Linked DNA regions of Triticum aestivum: region 2 is linked to region 1. A link is a contact called in public Hi-C data. All regions are on one chromosome and are shown on one strand. Each heading gives the region's core, a stretch centred on a gene start, on an enhancer-like site or on the middle of the called end of the contact. The rest is flanking DNA. Distances are from core to core; before and after follow the strand shown.

Region 1 (6,301 bases), core at 2,587-5,086:
TCCTCTCTGGAGTATCTGCCATACCTCCTCCGTTGCTTGTGGACAAAGTTTTGCTGTCATTATCAGTTTCCTCTGCAACAGCAGGTAAACTTGGAACTACCTCTCGTACAACACCATGCTTCATGGCATGCTCAGCATTATCCTGAGATGAACTTTTTGCAGCATTGATCTTATCAGCTGAAAAACGGGATTTCTCGTCGACTGTTTTCCTCTTGCTTCTAACATTTGAATTGACTTGAGATCCAATATTTTTCCTGGCATTATCAGTTGTTGGGTCGAAACCTTGCCTTTGCCAACTATTGTCTTCATATAGTTGACCATACAAATCGAATGAGTTATAGATGTAAAAGATTCCAGGATAAGGACCACTGTCAAGGCTAGCATTCACATCTGCGTCAGTTATTTCCTGTATTGTACTTGAACCTAAGTGAGGAGCCTGCAACATAGGATAATAAGCCTCCTAAGATATGTTTCTTATGCTAAAGCTCGATAAATAAACAAAATTAAGTTATCCAGTGATGAAGGAGAAAAACAAGTAATCCCATACATACATTAAATCCTAGGATAAGTTATTAAAAGTTGCAGTGTGTAGCAGAGGCAATAGATTGTATATTTAAACCATACTGATCAAGTACCTTAACAATAGAGTTATTGCATGAGTACTCCTGGTGGTCCTTTTTCTGCTATGGCTTGTACAGTCTCTAAGACCTCATTTCTTTCTATCTACTATATACACATGCAGTGGTTTGCACATTCTAAAAAAAGTGCTATTGCACGAGTTCAAGATCACACAAAATGTGAAATAGAGCATTACCACAAGTTCTCATAATATATATCATAAAACACGGTGCGCTAATTACCAAGTAACATGTGAAATAAACATGATGTAATTAGCTGACCAAATGAGTCAAAAGTAGAAGTGTAGCATATCAAAAAATTGTAGTATAGCATCAACCGGTGAAGGTGATAGATAACCTATAATCCCAAGTTAAATGCAACTTCAGCAAACCTCGCTGAACTAAACAAGAAAAGCTAACTGGTCTACTTTCTCAAGCACACAAGGAGCATGCGAAGAGATATCATTGATCTTAAGTCAACAGAAAGTGGTCAGGAAAAGGATGAATTTTGCTTATCTTATTTTTACGGGGCAATCTTGATTATCTTTTATGACAGAAAATTAATGACATAATGACAAATGGGTAATGCATCGCATACAAGAACAATGAGGAGGGCGACAAAAACCATGTTATGTATTCTAATGAATGTCATGAAATCAACTTACAGTACTCGTTGAATCAGTAGCTGGAGCAATTTCTGACAGGAATTCTTGGGCAGCCTCTACCAAATCGAAAATCATAACACGCCCTTCTCGGGAATAAATGTTTGCCTGAAAACAAACACCAACAGACGAGTCAAAGGTGCTTAGTATATGCACATACCAAGGGAAAGCAATTATCACATTTCACATCGTTGACTGATACGCAAAACTTTTACTTAATAAGATAATAGCGAAACATAAATTTTATCTTTGCGATCTAGATAATCGAATTTTGAACAAAATACCTTAAACTGGTTTTCTTGACTGGCATACTACTAACTTACTAAGGTACTCAGCTTTCGGATGCTACTCTAGTACTGAAGTTCCAGGACTAACAACAGTTCAATGAAAATGATATTTAGAAGCAAACCAAATAACAGTACGAGCTTAGGCCCATAAAGTCACAAACTTGAATGAGGTCATGACGCTATTGCAGTCTCTATTTTTTACTGTCAAGGCTCATAGCGTTAGTAAGTGTGTGATCGGTTAGTTGTGTTATTTAGTTGCCGTTAGTCATGTATCAATTGTACCGCATCAAGTTAAGTTGTCGCCCTCAGAAGTTAAAGGGACAATTGGTGATGAGTGGTGTGTTTGTCCACCTTCAGCTAAGAAACCACACAGGGAATGAGCACACCACATAAATCACCTCCACCAAAAATCCTAAGCAAACTATAAGCATACCCTATCCATCTTTCTTTTAACGAGACCTTATCTCCTGAGCTGCTCCTTGCCATAAAACTAATTCCGACTTTTAAATTGGTCATGATATATTTTGATCCATTGCAACACGTGGGCACTCAACTGTCCTCTGTCAAAGGATTCAACCAAAAGTGATAGGCAATAAAGTCAAAATACCTGGTCAGAAAGAAGGGAAAGTAGCCGATCAGCATCTTCTTTACACAAGTTTTTCTCAGGTATGATTCGCAACTTTGGGCACTTGTGGGGGTAACCAGCAAAGCAACTGTATTATAATCACAAGACAGATGTCATCAAATGCAAAACACACGAAACATCTCTTAAACAAAAAGACTTACATTACATCAAGAATAGCCGAAACATTTAAATCTCCAAAGCCCATGCCGTCAGAGTAAGGCCTGTATGTTATTCATTAATGTAGAAACTTTAGATGGTCAAATACATAGTGATACATTTAGAAGTATGTTTGGGGTCACATAAGACAATACCTGATACATATGCTAAATCGGGTGTGAGGTGATTGTGAAGTTATTTTGAAGTCCTCGAGAAAAATTGCAGCCCTGATTGATATACCAAAAGGTGGCATTAAGATGAGATAACCAAAACACATAAGAAGCAGGGAGACTAAATTATTTTAGTGCCTTGGTTGACAATTTGCAGAGTAAGTCAATTATAACTTGTCAGTACTCAGTCCACCCTGAAATTCTGTATCGAACAGTTGGATAATACTCCACATCCCATAATTCTAATTTGACGATCACAAAGCAACCAGAGAACAGAAGGGCTAGACCAAGTACCAAAAGTACGCAATAACAAACAGAGCTGGCGATAGACAAAATGTTAGGCACCTACATACTCAGGACCACCCACCATGGAGTCATCAGGAACAGAGCAATAAAAGCATACTTGACAATCGACTTGGCACATAAACATATACAATGAGCAAATACTCTACACTCTACAGGAACCCAAGCTTTGTAGTTTCCAAAAGACTACTAACATATTAGACAGCGTAAGATCATCACATAGTGTAAACCATCTGTGACAGTCAGTATGGCAATCCAATTCCAAAAACAAAAGGTGATGCTACCTCCAGAATCTCATAGGGCACCGGTCGGAGAAATGTGCACCACATGCTACGAAACTAGTACGGTATTCAGGTAGAGACAGCTGAACAACATTGGGTTCGCAGATTGCGAAAATTTGAAAAACACTGGGTTCAAGCAGAAACAAATGCTATCAAACTACTCCAGTATTCAAGCAGAGACAGCTGAACAACACTGGGTTCGCAGATTGCCGAGAACTTGAAAAACCGAACAGGGGCGCAGCACGAAATCGGTGCGACTGGGGCTGGTGCAATGGGGGCTTACAGCGCCGTGAGCTCGTCCGTGAGCGCGGTCTGGTCGCCCTCGAGCTGCGCGGCGTGGTCCTTGGCCGCCTTGCGCCCGGCGCCGCCCTTCTTCTTCTTCTTCCTCGCGCTGTGCCCCATCGGAGCGGAGCGCGCGCGGCCGCGTCGGAGGCAGCGCCGAAGCAGAGGGGGTGCGGCGGCGGCGGCGGCGGCGGCGGCGATTTGGTCCCGCGGGGGGGCGGGGTTGATCGGATTGGATGTTCCGGGTGAGGGAGGGGATCTGTGTGCTGGGGTTTCTCTGACTCGAGTCCGGGGAGGAGGTTTTGACGTGGAATGGAGTGGAAGGGGCTGCGTGCGTCGTGACCGGGGTCCAGACTGTTATCTCGATCCGCTCAGCGCAGAGGCGGCGAGACCTTGTGACCAACTTCGGTTCGGATGAGCGTTTCCTTCCTCTGCTCTAGCCGGCTAGCCGCCACCCAGTGTCCTCTCCACCCCGCCGCCTCCTTCTCTATCTCTCACGTCAGCAGATGGATGAGTGGGATCCATCCTTTTCGCTAAGGACAATGTTATTCAGCGAACATTCGCTAGGTGCATAGCAAAACGAACGTTTCGCCGCAATTCATGTGTCGAAAGTTTGGCGATTTCCTTCAGGCGACATGGCAATTTTCACAACAAATCCGTTGTTTGCCAGAATACCTATGTGTTTCCAAAGTAATTGCCATGTGAGTTTGAAGAATTTGCCATAAAAAACCTTTTGCAAATGTCGCCCCCAGCGCTAAAGGGATCCTTTGTTAATAATCATTTTCGTTAATTTCAGTCTTAATAGGTCTCTTTTTTAGGTTTTATTTTCTAAGTAGTGACAACGATGACATGTTGAAATAGTCTCTTCGATTGCAGTGAAAAGTTTGTGAGGGTAGATATTACCAAATTTTTGTTGACATATAGCAAGAATTCAAGGCAAACACACGCAACACTCACACTATCATACATTACACTGATACACAAACTCAAATAACTCATAAGAGCATCGGGTTTGTTGACATGAACTCAAATCATAGTACCGATTCATGGTGTAGCCAACAAATTTCCTTAGAAAAAAAACAAATCTAACAGATCCCTCGCTTAATTATGCATGCGCATGATAAGTCCTTTGTTGAGATTGTGCTTCCTTAAATCTGAACTACTGGTATAATAAAATATTTCAACCTTAAAGAAAGAACAAGCTCTCAAAACAAAGACACGACAGACACGATTCAAGTAAGACCGACAAGCAAGTACAGTAACCATTTCCATTTGTACATATTGCTGATAGCGTGCTGTGATATGCCAGCACCATAGATTCGGTATGCAAAAGCTCAACAGTCACCTAGGAGATAGGAGATCTACAAAAGGGTTAAAATGCCAACACATTTGCAGGTTTAACAACTGAGACGCATACTTGGACCTATCACCAAAGAATTAATCGAACTAAGCTTCGCGGTATGTACAGCGCTGCGAGTAGACAAATGAATTTTTCTTGTATACGACACTATGGCCAGGATCATCTTTTTCAGTTCCAACATTTGCCGGTTTACTTGAAAAAGAACTTCCATATCTCCCGGTCAGATATCTCAGTCAAGAAGTGACCACCAAGGACACCTTCCTCCTCCATCAAACTTTTAAGCTGCCTTGCGCCGCCGTTTGAACCAACCAAGTTCTTCTTTGAAGCCACATACAAGACTCCATAAGGAGGGCGTAGGCACTGCAAGTGTAACATGCACGGTTAAATACTTGGAATAAGTAAATCGTACTGTGCTCCATCGGCTACATGCACGAGTCAACATATGACACATGAGAAGGTGATGATGGGAGGAACTGACCTTAGTGATAAGGGCATAGAGCTTCCTTAGAGAGTTCACCGCATTAGGGATCTCAGAAATCAAAATTACATCGTATCCTCCATCTGCTGGGTCAGTCTCACTGGCCCTCTCCCATGCACGGCTGCCAGAAAGCTTCCTCGATCGCCTGGGGTCCTGACCAACTATACTGCTTCCGTCATGGCTACTGCAGCCATCCATAAAATCATCCTCAGAGAAGCTAAGGTTTGTTGGTTGTGCAGGTGGATGCACAACTGAGAGAATTGTGGGGAGCTCATCCCACTCCCCGGCATAGAAATGGACAACGGGAGCTAACAACTGTCTGGATGGTGTAACTGGGCTCTCTGATGGTCTGTTCTGTCTGTCCCGAGCCTGCTCAAGATTCGCAAGCACATTGGGCATTGTTCTGCATCTTATGGTTTCTGCATTTGTGTCCTGGAAGTGAACTATAGACGCACCCTGTAGTCACATTTAAGCAAGAAATCAATACACCAGTACATCACTTGGTGAAGTATGACAAGAGAAGGTACAAACATGCATTTTCCAAAATTGAAGGGAACCGTAAATTTATTATTAAAACAATAAGTTAATAATTTAGATAAACACCATAAACCATGGAGAGATGACACACCTTCAAGCAGGCAAAAATCCCAGCAAGGCCAGATCCACATCCAAGCTGCACCAATTGCCAAAATAAGTTAATGATTTATGAAACCTTTAAGAAATAAAAAAGGTACAGGCTGAGAGTCCTGTATGAAAATATATGACTGCTATTAGGGTAGTAGGCATAGTTGACAGTGAATTTAACAGCTCCTCTGAGTACATAGATATCAAGCCCAAAATAACTTTTCCCTAAAAAAACTGAAATAACCTAAGCACCTAATACTAGTCTTATGCAGGATACCAGACCGTGTGGCACACATTCTGCTTCTATGGAAGCAAAATCAGGACCTGACACCTAGTAAGAAAGCATAGCACCATTTAGATGAAATCTGTAGAATGGGAAATTACCTCTAGAACTCGCTTGCCCCTGAAGCTCAGCTGCCCATCACGGATCTCATTCTTAATAATATTCACAATAGT
Region 2 (6,301 bases), core at 1,916-4,415, 160 kb after region 1:
TAATAGTTTGGAACATGATCAAGGGATTACACTCGGCAACAGAACGGAGAACTTTGAACAGATCTAAGATGGTTTCGACCCTGGATATTTTAATGGACGGGCATATCACACATTGGACCTTTTCAGTGTCATACTACAACAAGCATGACTTACCTACTGATCACATAAACTTATAATTTATTTATTTTTTGAAAGATCCAGCAAAGCTGGCGTTCATTGATAATAGCAGAGAGCAACGGAAAACAACAAGATGATGAAGGTCCTAGGACCAAGCGATCCGAAGATCAAAGAAAGAGAAAAGAGAAAGAAAAAAGAGCCCTAACAACTGCAGCACAACACTCCATACAAACCACACTAGACAGCGCAGCTCCGACTCCGACGGTGAACTACGAAGACAAAGCAAGGTTGGCGTCACGGAGGATCACCGAACGAACCATCTGTCGCGCGTCATCGTATACCACCGGCCCCCCACCGTGGCTTCGACTTCACAGCAACGGACAGTCGAGGCACTCCTGCGGACACGCCGGAGAAGAGAGCCGACTACCACGACCAAAGACCATGCCTCCGACATTGCTCACCGCCGTCATTGTTGCCACAGAAGTCACCGTGCACGCCCAATCGCAGGAAGCACCAAAGGGATCAAAGTCTTCAAGACGGCGCCCTAAAGAGGGGAACGACGTTGGAGACGACGCCACCGTCCAACCCTGCAGCAGGATCTGGGTTTTCACCCCAAGAACATGATCCGAGAGTAGAGGCTATGAAGATTCCTAGCGACGCCCACAGACGCCGTCGCCGCCGGCCGGCCATCACCGGGCAGGCTTTCGCCCAGTCCAGCCACTCCCACACAGCAGGCCAAGGTCAACCCGTACCTCCATTGGACGTGCACCCCCGCACAGCGAGCACGCCACCACTGTGCAGGGCCACCAGCTATCCTCCTCGACGACGGAACCGCAGAACCAGATCGGGTTCTGCACCCCGCATCCAACCGCGGCCAGAGCCTCCCTGCTCCAACCAGCGGCATCCGGGCACCACCAGCGGCCGGTAGTGCCCCTCCCGGGCCGCCGGGCATGGACGACCTGGCAGATCCAGCCCCGCCGCCCCCTCGCGTCCCATTCGCGCCTTCCACGGGAGCAAGCCGCCCCCAGTCCGCAGACCCGTGCTCAACCGCGCCCGCGCACCCCAACGGCGCAGCTCCTTCCCTCCGCCACGCGCACCAGCGACCGTGCCAGATCCGCGCGCGCCCTGCGCGAGCAACCGCGCCGCGACCTGACCTCCGGTCGTCACCCGCACCCAGGCGCTCCTCAGCCGGCAGATCGAGGTCGACCTCCGGCCGCTTCTCTGCGCCTGCGCTGGCCCCAGCTCCGCACGGGCACGCCTCCTCCATACCCCTGCTCGCCGACCCCGGCCAGACCTCCGCGCATACCGACAGCACTCCCCTGCAGACCGCCCACCTCCGCCAGATCGAGATGGATCGCGCCCGCTCGAGACCCGCCGGAAGGATCAACTTACCCGCCGCCGCCGACGCTGCACGGGCTTTGCCCGGCGGCGGCGAGGGGAGCAGCTGTGGAGGGGGGGGGGGGGTGCCCGGCGGGCGGCGGCGCTAGGGTTTTCTCTCCCGAGCCGCCCGCGGGAGCGGCGCGAGAGAGAGAGCTAACTTATACTCCCTCCGACTCCAGAAGGAAGATGTAGTTTGACTGTCCAAATTTATGCTTTGACCGAAATCTCTCTTACAATATTTAGTCAATGGTTACAAGATCGTAATCATGCGGAAGTGCTTTTGAGTACAGATCTAATGGTGTCTATTCTGTGTAATGTAAGTGACATATTATTTGACTAATTGATGGTCAAAGCACGAATTTAGACAGCAGAACTGTGCCTAATTTTTGGAGTCGGAGGGAGTACATAACTGTATAATGGGAGGATTACCATATGCACCTAGAAACACAAATCCTGGGCAGCTGGATACAAGACTGCAAGATGGTGTTTACCAGTATTACATGCACAGGATACAAATCCTAGGCAATCTGAAGTTCCCTAAATCATCTGGAAACGCTCTAAAAAATTGTAAATCAACTATGATCTTCACATTGTAGTGAAGAGGACCATTACTACATGATCCTACTACCATCATTCTTCAAACCGTTGCTGCATGGCTTGTTTATGGCTATCCACATAAGCCTAAGTGTCTGCCGCACAAACATAAGCATAAACCAGGAATAGTGAATAATGAACTAGAAACATGACAGTTTCTGGCTTTCTCCTGTCCATTTACACACCGCATGCTGAATCTTAGTCACACTACGTCTAATCCTCCATTGCACACACATTAGCACAATACAAGAGTGCCAATAAAGAAGTAGAGACGTGCATAATTATTTCTGCAAATGCTCGGGACTGAGTGAAAAATCATTGTATACAATTTAACAACTTCTATAAGTGGACCTCCTTCTTTATCTGGCATAGACGGAAACCATTCACTGGTCTTACATTTAGGATTGGAGAGTAGTTATTAACTTTATAGAAGTGAATAGAGTACCAAAAACTAACTAACACAACTTTCACATTTCAACTTTCATCCTTCTTCATTACAATAATAATTAAAAAAGCAACATCGTCACCATATTGTACCACAGTTCGCACAAGGACTAACTTTACTTTCTAACTTTATTTATGCAATTCTGCAAGCAGGGACAGTATCACTATTAACTTCATAGACACCGATGTCCCAAATCTCCTCTAATTTGATATACCGTTCACACATGTGCGTGCTGAGGAACGCAAAATGGATAAACCAGAGCACTAATTAGTAGGTATCCCAAAATCCCACAGACCACATCCACTAAGCAACCAAACCCTCCAAAATTTCGGCACGATCTCGCAGCCGATGCTGCAACTACCGAGTGCCACAGATATACCAGGTACCAATCGCAACAAGGGTGGTCTCATCAGCGATTAAAGGAACAAAAAGCAAGGAAACAATACATGGGATGTGCTGGAGGAGAGGCGCGGCGAACTGGCGGAGCAGGAAGGAGAGGATGAGGGAGGCCGCGAAAAGGCCGCAGTAGGCGAGGCGGGCTGAGCGGCGAGTGACGGACGCCGCCGCCGACGTGCAGAGGTTGCAGGCGCAGCCCGCGCAGGCGGACGCCAGGCACGACGCGCACCACATCCCCTTTCTCCTTTGTTCCTTCTTTCTGTGGAAATAGTTCGCCTCTTGCCAGGTAGTTCTGGCAGTGGCCCGGCTGACCGCTCCCCCCCTTTGAAGTGTGGGTTAGCTCACATGTTTTGGTTAGGCTTATAAAGCAAGGTATATTCTGTCAAAGGTGCTTATCAGAAAATTCCACCTCACGCGCAGCAGAGACGTGTGCTTCTTTGGCTTTTCCTGCCGCCTCTTACGAAATCTGCCCCTACAGTTGCAAGGTAAATTACCTGCATCATGCAATTCTTATACAGTACTTTGCTCTTTAGAATTACTAAGGATTGGGCAACTTGTTGCATACTTTTATTCTTTATTCTTAATCATGTTTCGTTGCTCCATTACCACCACAAAGCACAACATTGTTACACATTTTAGTACTTGAAGTGAATCCTTGCTTTTTTTGCACTTACCATTTTCTTCTGGTCCTCATGGGATTGATACTCTTATTGATTGAAAAGATCTATAATTGACCCTCTACACATGTGGGACATCAATGAGCTAACTACTATGAGTTGAATTATCATTGTTGGTGCTGGCATGATGCCGCAAGGTCTGCCTTAGTTTTCAGCCTTTATGGAGGGCAGTCTATCTCGTTTCCCTCAACAGCGACATCGCAGATGCTTTTTCTTGGAGATGGACAACACTGGGTTAGTACTCGGTGTGTTCCACCTACAGAATGTTATGCCAAGGCATGCCTAGGTTCCCTACTGCTCCTTGCATTTTGAAGAGTTGGGCACCTTTGAAACGCAAAATCTTCATGTGGCTAGTCGTCCAATACCATGTATGGACCTCCAGTCATCGTCATTGCCATGACCTACAATAGACTACCTCTCCATGCTTTATTTGCTGTCAGGAGGACACAATTGATCACATCCTCATGCACTGTGTTTATGCGAGAAGTCTTGGCACATACGCTTCATGGAGCTGAGGGCTACAGTCGGACTAGGAAAATTTGGCCCCTCAAATGTCTGCGGACACATCATCCGGGTGTGTCCATTTTGAGTCTCCATTTGTCCATGCACGTATCCGTGTCCCTAATTTTTTTTCCTATACATTAGGTCACATGCATGAGATTGGTGGAGATGGAGAGACAAGAAGAAAAGGAAGAATAAATATGGTCCATGATGGGCCAAATCCTATGTGGCGGACGCAGGACCACTGACTGGAATATGAGGAGTGCCGGACAACTGGAACATTTAGGGAGGTTTTGAGGAGTCCGGTTGGGTCAAAAAAATCTTCTCCTGTCTGGTTAGTGGTCATGCGCTCGCCCGGTCAATTTGGGGAGTCCAACTATTGATGCTCTAAGGATCCAAGTGATCACTGAGGGACTCCTGGATTCGGGGGTCCTCAGGTGTCCGGTCTATTCGATATGGGCCAGACTGATGGGCTGTGAAGATAAAGCAGAAGACTACCCCCCGTGTCCGGGTAGGACTCCTATATGCGTGGACGGCAAGTTTGGTGTCTGGATGTACTGTTTCCTTATTCTGTAAACCGACTCTATACAACCCTAGGCCCCTCCAGTGTGTATATAAACCGGAGGGTTTAGTCCATAGAGGCTATCAGAACAATCATAGGCTAGACAGCTAGGGTTTACCCATTACGATCTTGAGGTAGATCAACTCTTGTAACCCCTATACTCATCGAATACAATCAAGCAGAACGTAGGGTTTTACCTCCTTTAAGAGGGCCCGAACCTGGGTAAACATCATGTCCCCATTGTCCCTTGTTACCATTGATCCTTAGACTAACAGCTTGAGCCCCCCTACCCTAGATCTGCCGGTTTTGACACCGACATTGGTGCTTTCATTGAGAGCTCTGCTGTGTAGTCACAAAAAGCGATCTATGGATCGCCTCGTCATCAACAACTACATCACTTCTGGAAGGAGCCTAACTTCAGGACAGATCCTCCAGCTCGGCGATTTCATTGTGGGTGCCCACATGACCATTAAGCCGACAACGTCCCCCACGATCGCCAAACACCACCCCCGCATTGATCTCAAATACTCCAAAAAGATGGATCCGGCGGACATCTCGTCCTTAAACAGTTAAACGAGCTGCTAGATTGCATCACCGCTCTGGGGCTTTCAACGGACTATGATCGGATCGGGCTTAAACCTGACCAGAGGGAAATCAATCTCCCGCCGATCACCCACCGGGTAGCAGTTGATACGTCTCCAACGCATCTACTTTTCCAAACACTTTTACCCTTGTTTTGGACTCTAACTTGCCTGATTTGAATGGAACTAACCCGGACTGACGTTGTTTTCAGCAGAACTGCCATGGTGTTATTTTTGTGCAGAAATAAAAGTTCTTGGAATGACCTGAAAATCCACGGAGACACGTTTTGGAATTAATAAAAAATATTGGCTAAAGAATCAGCATAAGGGGGCCCACATCATGTCCACGAGGGTGCAGGACGCGCCCCCTGTCTCGTGGGCCCCCTGGACCTCCACCGACCTCAACTCCAACTCCATATATTCACTTTCGGGGAGAAAAAACCAGGGAGAAGGATTCATCGCGTTTTAGGATACGGAGCCGCCGCCAAGCCCTAATCTTCCTCGGGAGGGCTGATCTGGAGTCCGTTCGGGGCTCCGGAGAGGGGAATTCATCACCATCGTCATCACCAACCATCCTCCATCACCAATTTCATGATGCTCACCGTCGTGCGTGAGTAATCCCATCGTAGGCTTGCTGGACGGTGATTGTTTGGATGAGATTTACCATGTAATCGAGTTAGTTTTGTTAGGGTTTGATCCCTAGTATCAATTATGTTCTAAGATTGATGTTGCTATGACTTTGCCATGCTTAATGCTTGTCACTAGGGCCTGAGTGCCATGATTTTAGATCTGAACCTATTATGTTTTCATGAATATATGTGAGTTCTTGATCCTATCTTGCAAGTCAATAGTCACCTACTATGTGTTATGATCCGGCAACTCCGAAGTGACAATAATCAGGACCACTCCCGGTGATGACCGTAGTTTGAGGAGTTCATGTATTCACTAAGTGTTAATGCTTTGGTCCGGTACTCTATTAAAAGGAGGCCTTAATATCCCTTAATTTCCATTAGGACCCCGCTACCATGGGAGGGTAGGACAAAAGATG

The links. A called contact is a pair of places that touch in the nucleus more often than the background predicts.
Region 2: a contact with region 1 is called in a Hi-C map of leaf, with 4 times the contacts expected there. The contact joins the promoter of LOC123045871 here to the promoter of LOC100682486 in region 1. A contact is called at or near these places in 4 of 5 Hi-C or Micro-C datasets (leaf and an unstated tissue) and 1 of 1 datasets of contacts at active chromatin or transcription factors (leaf).

Annotation. Positions count from the first base shown.
Region 1 is chr2B:532,049,962-532,056,262 of IWGSC CS RefSeq v2.1, forward strand. It overlaps LOC100682486 (eIF-2-alpha kinase GCN2), which reads right to left and starts at 3,837. Exons shown (of 30, transcript XR_006421633.1): 1 at 3,385-3,837; 2 at 2,503-2,574; 3 at 2,353-2,412; 4 at 2,174-2,279; 5 at 1,283-1,387; 6 at 1-436. LOC123045870 (histidine protein methyltransferase 1 homolog) reads right to left here. Exons shown (of 8, transcript XM_044469095.1): 5 at 6,230-6,301; 6 at 5,850-5,894; 7 at 5,222-5,677; 8 at 4,638-5,103. The coding sequence ends at 4,933.
Region 2 is chr2B:532,206,962-532,213,262 of IWGSC CS RefSeq v2.1, forward strand. LOC123045871 (probable serine incorporator) reads right to left here and starts at 3,166. Exons shown (of 6, transcript XM_044469096.1): 1 at 2,983-3,166. The coding sequence starts at 3,166.